Linked DNA regions of Sus scrofa: all the other regions are linked to region 1. The links are chromatin contacts, called in public HiChIP or PLAC-seq and promoter capture Hi-C maps. All regions are on one chromosome and are shown on one strand. The core of a region is the stretch at or near the end of the contact, and the rest is flanking DNA. Distances in the headings are between cores, read along the strand shown. Region 1 holds the start of USP48 (ubiquitin carboxyl-terminal hydrolase 48). Region 2 holds the start of LOC100627283 (SCAN domain-containing 1-like). Region 3 holds the start of HSPG2 (basement membrane-specific heparan sulfate proteoglycan core protein).

What was found. Promoter capture Hi-C pulls out the DNA fragments that hold promoters and counts their contacts. HiChIP or PLAC-seq counts read pairs in DNA pulled down with a chosen protein or histone mark.
Region 2: an H3K27ac HiChIP or PLAC-seq map of alveolar macrophages shows a contact between it and region 1. The contact joins the promoter of LOC100627283 here to the promoter of USP48 in region 1. A contact is called at or near these places in 1 of 5 promoter capture datasets (fetal skeletal muscle) and 1 of 2 datasets of contacts at active chromatin or transcription factors (alveolar macrophages).
Region 3: a promoter capture Hi-C map of skeletal muscle shows a contact between it and region 1, with 12 times the contacts expected there. The contact joins the promoter of HSPG2 here to the promoter of USP48 in region 1. A contact is called at or near these places in 3 of 5 promoter capture datasets (fetal skeletal muscle, liver and skeletal muscle), 1 of 47 Hi-C or Micro-C datasets (embryonic fibroblasts) and 1 of 2 datasets of contacts at active chromatin or transcription factors (skeletal muscle).

The regions. Positions count from the first base shown.
Region 1 is chr6:79,808,767-79,811,600 of Sscrofa11.1, reverse strand. USP48 (ubiquitin carboxyl-terminal hydrolase 48) reads left to right here and starts at 1,360. Exons shown (of 27, transcript XM_021097702.1): 1 at 1,360-1,721. The coding sequence starts at 1,588.
Region 2 is chr6:80,010,800-80,013,633 of Sscrofa11.1, reverse strand. LOC100627283 (SCAN domain-containing 1-like) reads right to left here and starts at 1,422. Exons shown (of 2, transcript NM_001243578.1): 1 at 1,072-1,422.
Region 3 is chr6:79,956,864-79,959,697 of Sscrofa11.1, reverse strand. HSPG2 (basement membrane-specific heparan sulfate proteoglycan core protein) reads left to right here and starts at 1,415. Exons shown (of 97, transcript XM_021095494.1): 1 at 1,415-1,552. The coding sequence starts at 1,490.

The sequences.
Region 1 (2,834 bases), core at 111-2,610:
CTCCACAATTCCACACCTACTACACTGCCCCATTTAGGCTTTCATTATCTCCGGCTTGTATTAGTTCTATAGTTTTCTACACTTCTGACCTTGACCTAGACTGAGGAAACCATACAAAATGTACAACTCCCATTATTTCACGTATCAGCTTTAAACCTTTCAATGAGTCCTCAGATAAAAGCAAAGCCTTGGCCATCCTTCCTCTCAAGTCTGACCTCCCTGTCTCATACCAAGAAGTTTCTCTCTTCTATCCTTTAACTTCTTGTGGTTCCCTTTGTCTGGAATGGTGCTTTTCTTCTCACCTGGGTAAACTCTATTTTATACAGGCGGGTTTAGGAGTGTTCCTCTTTGGGAAGCCTTATCCCAAGTACTCCAAACTTTACCACTCTCACCCACCCTCAAGTGCCGGACCACGTCTTATTTTCATAATTCCTTCATTGAACGTTTGTCTAGTGAATTACACACAATAAGCATCCAGTCCAAGGTTACCCAACTGGCAAGCTATTGATTCAGAAATTGGTGCTTAGACCGCCCTAGGGCTCTCATTCAAATATAAACCTCTCAAATCCTCACTCAACCAAGGCCCTTTACAATTTGCAAAACATTCTGATAAGGCTCCTCTTTATAACCTGAGGCAGGGGCCGCAAAAAAGGAAACGTCTTCAAACCCTGGAGCTAAAGAAGGAAGAAATCAGCATATGGAGATAGCGGTAAGTGAGGAGGGTCCGTCACCAGCTAGGGCGACCTTTCAGGTCAGAGAAACCCCGCCCAGGTACCAGCTGGCGTTCCGGCACAATCCTTGGCACAACAAGTCGGCTACTTCGAGGAATACAAATCCCAGCATGCCTCGCATCCAGCGAGTGGCAGCACGCAATGCACGCCGGGATACGTAGTCCAGTTGCTGCTCAGGAAAAGGCCAAACATCCCGTGACGTCAGAAGGGCCCGGGAAGGAGTCCGAAACCGTCCAGGCTCAAGTTAAATCTTCCAGAGAGTCGACTCTGGTTTCTTTCGTGACCCAAGTTTCAGACCCCACCCCCACATTCCAGCGGATCTATGGTGTGCGTTGAGTAGCCTCTCGCGTGAATCCTTCACGGTTAAAGGGAAAGTACCACCGGGCAAGAGTAGGCAGCCTTCGGTCCTCGAGGTACCGGCTTGTAAGAGTAGTGTTGCGCAGGACGCTATTCTGTACAGGGGCTGAGACACTGCAGCCACATTAGCGCTGGTGAGGATGTGGCAGAAGTCTCCAACAGTGGCTTCCCCTTCCTCCGCCTGTCAGGCCACAGGCGCGGGAGGCGCAAAGGCTACTGGGGACGCGCATGCGCCCGCCACGGCGGGGAGTACACCTCCAACGTCTGAGGGCGCGGGGGGTGTCGGGTATCCGCGGCGGTGCTTTGCGGCCGGTCGTACGGGTCGGGCGCGGGCGGGCGGCGGGCGGGCGCAGAGTCAGAGGCGCGCACAGGTGATTGACTGGCCAGCTGGCTGAGGGAGCGTCTGGTCCTCATCGCTGGCAGGTGGCGGAGCCCATTTGGGCAGCAGTGGAGGAGGCGGCGGCGGCCGGGCTCAGGAGGCACTCCTCGGGCCAAGGCCATGGCCCCGCGGCTGCAGCTGGAGAAGGCGGCCTGGCGCTGGGCGGAGACGGTGCGGCCCGAGGAGGTGTCGCAGGAGCACATCGAGACCGCCTACCGCATCTGGCTGGAGCCCTGCATCCGTGGCGTGTGCAGGTGAGGCCCGCGCAACATGCCTCGCGCCCCTTTCGCGTCGGACCTTGGACAGCCAGGCGGGGAGCAGGGGGTCGGGTTTGGGGAAGGAAAACGGCGGCTGGTGGCGTGCATGTAGCAGGCATGGGGAGAACAAGGTGAAGGCTTCCTCCTTTCCGCGGTCTGGGCGACCTGGGAAACGTAGCCTTCTCGGGCTCTGCACGAAGCCATGCAGAAAGGTTCTGCTGAAAGCCCTTCAGAAAAGGTTCTGGTTCTTATCTAGAAGATGGCGGTGGAGGTGGTTGAATGCAGAAGAGAGCTTAGCAAATGTTGGTACTTGGTATATCTTGGCCACGGCTCGGCTTTTGGTTTGTAAAACGGGAACTTCGAAGTGAGCTTCATCACTGTGTATCCTGTACTGGTGTTGACGCTCAAGGCGTGATCATCTTTATTTTTGGGTAGGGCGGCTTTAGGAAAACGTATGGTTAGCCTGAGTCATCTATACCCTTCATCCTCAGTTGACCTCCGCACTCTCGTTAATCTAGTATTTTTTAGCCTTTTTCGGGGGGGCGGGGTTGTGGCTCAACGCGGCTCTACTAAGTACAAAGTTTGAGCTGTGTTAAGTGCTGTCCTTTACTTCAACTTAGTCGTTGAACCTTGCGTTTCTTTTAGATAGAATCCTTAGCTGTTTTTCCACCTTTTAACGCGGGAACTATAGTTTTTGTTTCGGAATGTTGAATTGATTTGGCCAAGCCGGGCATGCTCAGTAGCCTTCTTGGAGCAAACATTTTGTAAAGACTTTCTGGAGTTTTTGCATTCCATGCCGGGATCTGGAAGGGAGGGAAGTCCTGGTCTCAGATTTGGAGCTTTAAGTTTAATATGGGAAGCAAAACAAGTTAGGAAGCTTCCATAAAGCAAAAGTAATTCCAGGCTCTGCGAGGCGGCTCACAAGGAGAGCAACAACAGTCAGTACTGGAATGACATAATACAAGAGCTTCAGTTTATCCACATTATTAGGTTCTAGAGTAACCAAAAAAATGAACTTCCTATTTAAGTGCTGATTATAACAGAAGTAAAGGAGTAGAAATTGGCTGAGATCGCTGTAAGGGGAACGTCATAGGTGAGCTTTGAGCTGCA
Region 2 (2,834 bases), core at 173-2,672, 200 kb before region 1:
TTCCATATGTATAGTATGATCCCATCTGGGGAAATAAAAATACACATAAGCATATACTGCCTGATGTATCCACAAACAATACCTGGAAGGTTATCAAAGAAATTCTTTTTAACCTCTGAGGAGCAGGAACAGTAAAAGAGGGAACATTTTCCATACATCTTTTTGTATTTTCTTGTAAACTATAACTGTTACTTTCACAACTCAAGAGGAGTCGTTTCCAGTTTCCTCCTCTGGCCCCAAATCATTCCGAGTGAAAACCCTAATCCACTTCGGAAAACACCTTTTACTAATTATTCTAGTTCCCAGCACTGGAGATCTTCACCATCCGACTGCTAGGTACAATCTCAACGGTCAGTGGGCCGGTTCTCACGGTTGGTTCTGAAAGATGAACCAGCTCCGCAAATGTACCTAGCTTATTAAGTCCTATCAGTTTTTAGAAGCCCACCTGCCATGCCAGACCGAAATGCTTACCCTTACCAATTAATACCTCCAGTTTAGGGCACCTTTATTTCCTATCTGACACTGTGCTGAGCATTTCACATTCCCTACGTGATCCTCTTAGCGACTCTGGTTAAATTCCCGATCTGACTCTCCAACGCCCCAGTTGCCTCCAGTAACAGCAGCCTGCCCGGCTGTTGGCCATTGCGGGCCAGACATTCCGCAGCAGCTTTCCCTCGTCCAAAGCTCCCGATAGGACCGTTACTGTCATTTCCATTCAGATAAACAATCTGAGGCTTGAGGAGAGGAGACTTGCCCAAGGTCCAAAGCGTGGGACCACTCAGCCCGGTACAAAAGTCACCCGCATCCCGGCGGGGAGGTGGGCCGACTCCTCCCACCACCTGGGTGCGGCTCAGAGGGCAGAAATCTGGCCGGAAAAGGCTCATCTGCGGCTCCAGAACCGGGCCGTCCTCCTCCGGAGCTGAAGCGGGGACCCAAAGCCACGGCAGGCCGAGCAGCCGGCACACCCCGCGGGCAGGGCCTCCCCCTCCTAGGGCAGCGGCGCCGGCGCCCGTTCCTACCGGACGGTGCGCGGGGGAAGGGGAGGCGCAGGGGGCGGGAAGGGAAGTTCACCTGCGCAGGTGCCCCTCAGAGGGCGGGGGGACCGGGCGGCTCGCGATGAAACTAGAGGGCCCTCCACCGGGTCCAGGAAAAGGAAACCAGCTCCCCGGCCCCGAGCTTTGTAGCCCACCGCCGGAACCGGAAGCCGCGCCCATCCCGGAAGCTGGAAGCGGAGGGGGACCGGGGTTCGAGAGGCGGATCTCTCTAGGCCTTGGCGGTGCTCCGCAGCTTCATGGTCTTAGCGGGCCTTGGCCTCTTGGCCTCCTTCAGTCCCCAGTTCTCCCGACCGTGCGGAGCTTTTCCGCTTCAGGGATGGCCTTTGTCTTACTGAGCCCCAGTCTGCCCAACAAAATGGAAAGAGGATGAAGCAGGAATTGAGACACTCCTGGAGCCTGCCCGCAGTGGAGTCAGCGCCCCACCCTGAGGTTACACCCTTGGTTGGGCCTTTGCACCACCCAGAGGAAAGAAACCAAAATAGAGCGCTGGCTAGCTGCTCTTGGGAGAGAGTGGTCTGCATAGATTCCTGTGGAAATCACTCCAGATGAACAGAGGGTGCAGTCTATTAGGTTTCTGTGTACCCAGATAGACCTACCCAGATAGTGGGCATGTGTCAGTGGGGCCGACTGTCCGGGAAAAGACCCCAATGTGCATAGGAGGCTAAATCTTAGCCCTGTGTGTCTCTTCCCCAAGACTTTCCAATTGCTGATGGTTAACGAAATTTTGGTGAGTTCCCATTGTGGCTCAGCAGATAGGAACCCAACTAGTATCCATGAGGATGCGGGTTCCATCCCTGGCCTCACTCAATGGGTTAAGTATACAGCGTTGCTGTGAGCTGTAGTGTAGGTCGCAGATGCAGCTGGGATGGACCCCTAGCCTGGGAAATTCCATATGCCGAAGGTGCACCATAAAAGAAAAAAAAGAACCGAAAATGTGGAATTTCCTTGGGGCTCTGTGGGTTAAGCATCCGGTGTTGTCACTGCTGTGGCGTGGGGCTTTTGGGGGGGTATTTGTTTTTGTTTTTCTATTTTGTCTTTTTAGGGCTGAATGCTCCACGGCAGGAGGTTCCCAGGCTAGGGGTTGAATCGGAACTATAGCCACTGGCCTATGCCACAGCCACAGTAACTCAGGATCTGAGCCTCAGTCTGGGACCTACACCACACCTCATGGCAATGCCCGATCCTTAACCCACTGAGTGAGCCAGGGATTGAACCTGCATCCTCATGGATACTAGTCAGATTTGTTTCTGCTGAGGCACTATGGGAACTCCTGTGGCATGGGTTTGATGGAACTTGCCTGCACAGGTGTGGCAAAAAAAAAAAAAAAAAACTGAGATTTTGAATTCTTACTAAGCTGCTTTGAGTCTCAGTCTGGGCGCAAGGTTAAGCAGCACAGCCTGGGAGTTCCCATTGTGGCTCAGTGGTTAACGAATCCAACTAGGAACCATGAGGTTTCGGGTTCGATCCCTGCCTTGCTCAGTGGGTTAAGGATCTGGCATTGCCATGAGCTGTGGTGTAGGTTGCAGACACGGCTCGGATCCCATGTTGCTGTGGCTCTTGTGTAGGCTGGAGGCTACAGCTCCAATTCGACCCCTAGCCTGGGAACCTCCATATGCTGCAGGAGCAGCCCTAGAAATGGCAAAACAAAACAAAACAAAACAAACACAGCCTGTAAGAGGAAATGCGGAGATGCTAACCAAGGCAGCCTTCCCAATTCACTCTTAATCCTGAAGGGAAGGAATTTACTCCTTCCGACTTGGCCTATGCAAGTGAGGTGGG
Region 3 (2,834 bases), core at 166-2,665, 150 kb before region 1:
TGGGAGTCTGCAGGCCCCTATCACAGGGAACATGCCTTCCGGAGCCGGGCCTGGTGCCGCCCAGTTAGCTGGGCATTTCCTTCTGTCCACAGCTCACCTCACTCCTGGCTGCAAACCCAGCCGTGAGTCTCTGGAACCTAGCAACTCTCATAGGAAACAATGGAAACTTCAGTTTTGATCCTCCCCCCTGTATCATTACTCAAAAGTTTTCTTCCAAGTGACACACACACACACACCAGTTTTCTCTCCACCCATCAGCCTGGGCTGCCCTGGAAACTTTCAGGCAGAAAGGAGACCACAACCCCAGGGAGGCCTGGTAGTGTGGCCGTGCATGCTGTTTCTGGGTCTGTGTCATCAGGGGTTGTGATTTACCGTCCAAGCATCTGTGACTGAGGCTTTGGCAGTGTCTGTGTCTGGGCCTAGGTGTGTGAGTCCGTGTGTCTCTAAGCAGTGGTGCTGTAACTTGTGTGAATCAAAGTTGGTCTATGGATTTGTGTGCATAGGGGGTAATTCAGCTCAGTATTGGGTCCCCAGTGTAAGGCAATGTGGTCAGTGTGTGAGAAAATGTAAAAAGGCAGGTGCTATGCTGGTAAGAATTGGCCTCTGTGTGAGCGGGGAGCGCCTGTAGGGAATCTGAGCATGAAAATGGCCTTATGCTTTGTATATTGGCATTCGTATAGGTTAGTGTGTGAAAATGTGATTATGAACATGAGCGGCAGAGTGTGTGTGTGCGCGTGTGTAAGTTGTGTCCACTGCATCACCTATAGAGGTAAAGGTGTACAAGGGATAGAATGATCTTTTGAGTCAATGAGGACTGTTAGTTTACGAAATTTGGGTGAAAGACTGCGAGCATGTGCAGAGCGTTCACGGGCAGTGGATGAGCGTTAGAGCGTGAAACTTGTGAATGTGCAGGTGATCTTGTGAGCCAAAGTTGGCATGAGCGTGTGTGACCGTGTCCGTGTGATCGCGTGCTATTCTGGAGGGACCTGGAGAAAGGCCCACGTGAGTCACGTCTGCGAAGTGTGAAAGGGTGTGAGAAAGGATTTAGGGGTCCACACATGGGTCGGGGGCGTGCGGGAGAGCCGTGAGCATGGAGGGAGGGAGGTCCCACGCGCAGGGACCCGGCCCCCCGTCCGATCCACACTCCAGGCCGGGTTTGGCCGGGAACCGGGCTGGGCCGCGGCCCACACGGAGGGGGCCGATGGCCCAGACAAAGGCCGCCTTGGCTGTGCGGCAGGCTGGAGAGAGTGGAGCCCTCGGTCCGGGGGCGGGCCTGGGGGCGGGGCCTGGCGCCCGGGGCGGGGAGACCCGGGGGCGGGGTCTTGCCCTCGCGGGGGCGGGGCGGGAGGCCGCGGGGGCGGGGCGGGCAGCAGCAGGAGGGGCGGGGGGTGGCGGGAGCGGGCCGCGCCGTCCCGAGAAGTCCGCAGGCTGGCGAGCCGGCGGCTGCGGGCGGGCTCCGAGCGAGCGAGTGAGCGGAGCGGGCCGGGCCATGGGGCGGCGGGCGGCGGGCGCGCTGTTGCTGGCGCTGCTGCTACAAGGGCGGCTGCTCGCGGTGAGTGTGCGGGGCGGAGGGGCGGGAGGCACCCCGGGCCCCGCTCGCCGTGCCCGCCAACTTGGCGGGGGCGCCGAGGCTGCGCGGCCGGGAATCTGGCCCGGGACGGCGGCGCCCGCCAGGGACCCCGGGCTGCCAAGAGGCCAGCGCCACCCTCCGCCGTGGGGCTGTCCGGAGGGGCGCCCAGGGAACCCTGCGTGGGGCCGGGGGCGGGGCCGGCCCTCGTGGGAGCCCGTGGGTCGTCCGGCCACGTTGCTGGGTCTCCGAGTCGCGCTGGGCATGGCCTGGCCTGCCATTCCTGGGGGCCAGGCGGAGAAACTTCGAGCTGGGTGGGAACTTGGCAGGGAGAGGACACGCCTTTCTGTGCCAACTTGGAACAGGAGCGCTCGATGGTAATGGGGACCCTACCAGTCCTCACTGGAACTTTATGGAGAGGTCTGTCCCCTTGGGGAGCTGGTCACCAGGCAGGCATAAGTAAAGAACCATTCTGGATACAACTGAGTCTTGTGTGGAACACCCACGGGCCCTGGAGTCGCACAGCCCAGGAACTGAATCAATCCCTGCTCTTCACTGAGCAATTGTGTGACCTCGGGCAAGTTGTTAACTTCTCTGAGACCAGCCCACATGCCTGGGGGAAACTCAAAATGCGTAGCTTCAAAGTGCAGGACTGGGTGGAGTACTTGTAGAAGTGGCGGTGTGGACCCCTGTTTGTGGTGGACACTCAGTGGATCTGTTTCCCCAGAGTTCTTCTTCCCAGGTCCTCAGGGTGCAGGAGAGGCCTGCCCCTTACAGCCCAGTCCCCTGCTCTGAGCTTGGATGGGCCCATGCTGAGGGAAAGAGAACACTTGGCCAGGAGAGGCTCAGAAGACTCAGTGAACTCCAGAAGGGCAGGGCGGGGTCACTGGGCAGGGCACTTGGGGCACATGTGGATGGGGGCACATCTGGGGAGCTGGGCCTGTGTGGTGAACCACAGAGCCACCCCCAGCCTCTCTCAGGTGGTCCTGGGCTGTCCCTGCCCCTTGGTCTCAGAGCCAAGAGAGGGACTTTTCTAAGCTGGCCAGTGTTTGCGCAGTGACTGACTCCCTGTCCTCGCCTTGCCGGCTCCCTCTCACCTCTGGCCTCCTGAGTCAGATGTGACCCCTCACCTCTCTTGCCCCACCCACCCAGCACCTCTCCTCCCCCAGTCCCCATGGGGCAGTTTCCCTCCTTCTCTGTCTCAGCCTCTCACCCCAACACATCCAGCAGGGCCCATCTGGTTGCTCACCAGTCTTGACCTGCACTT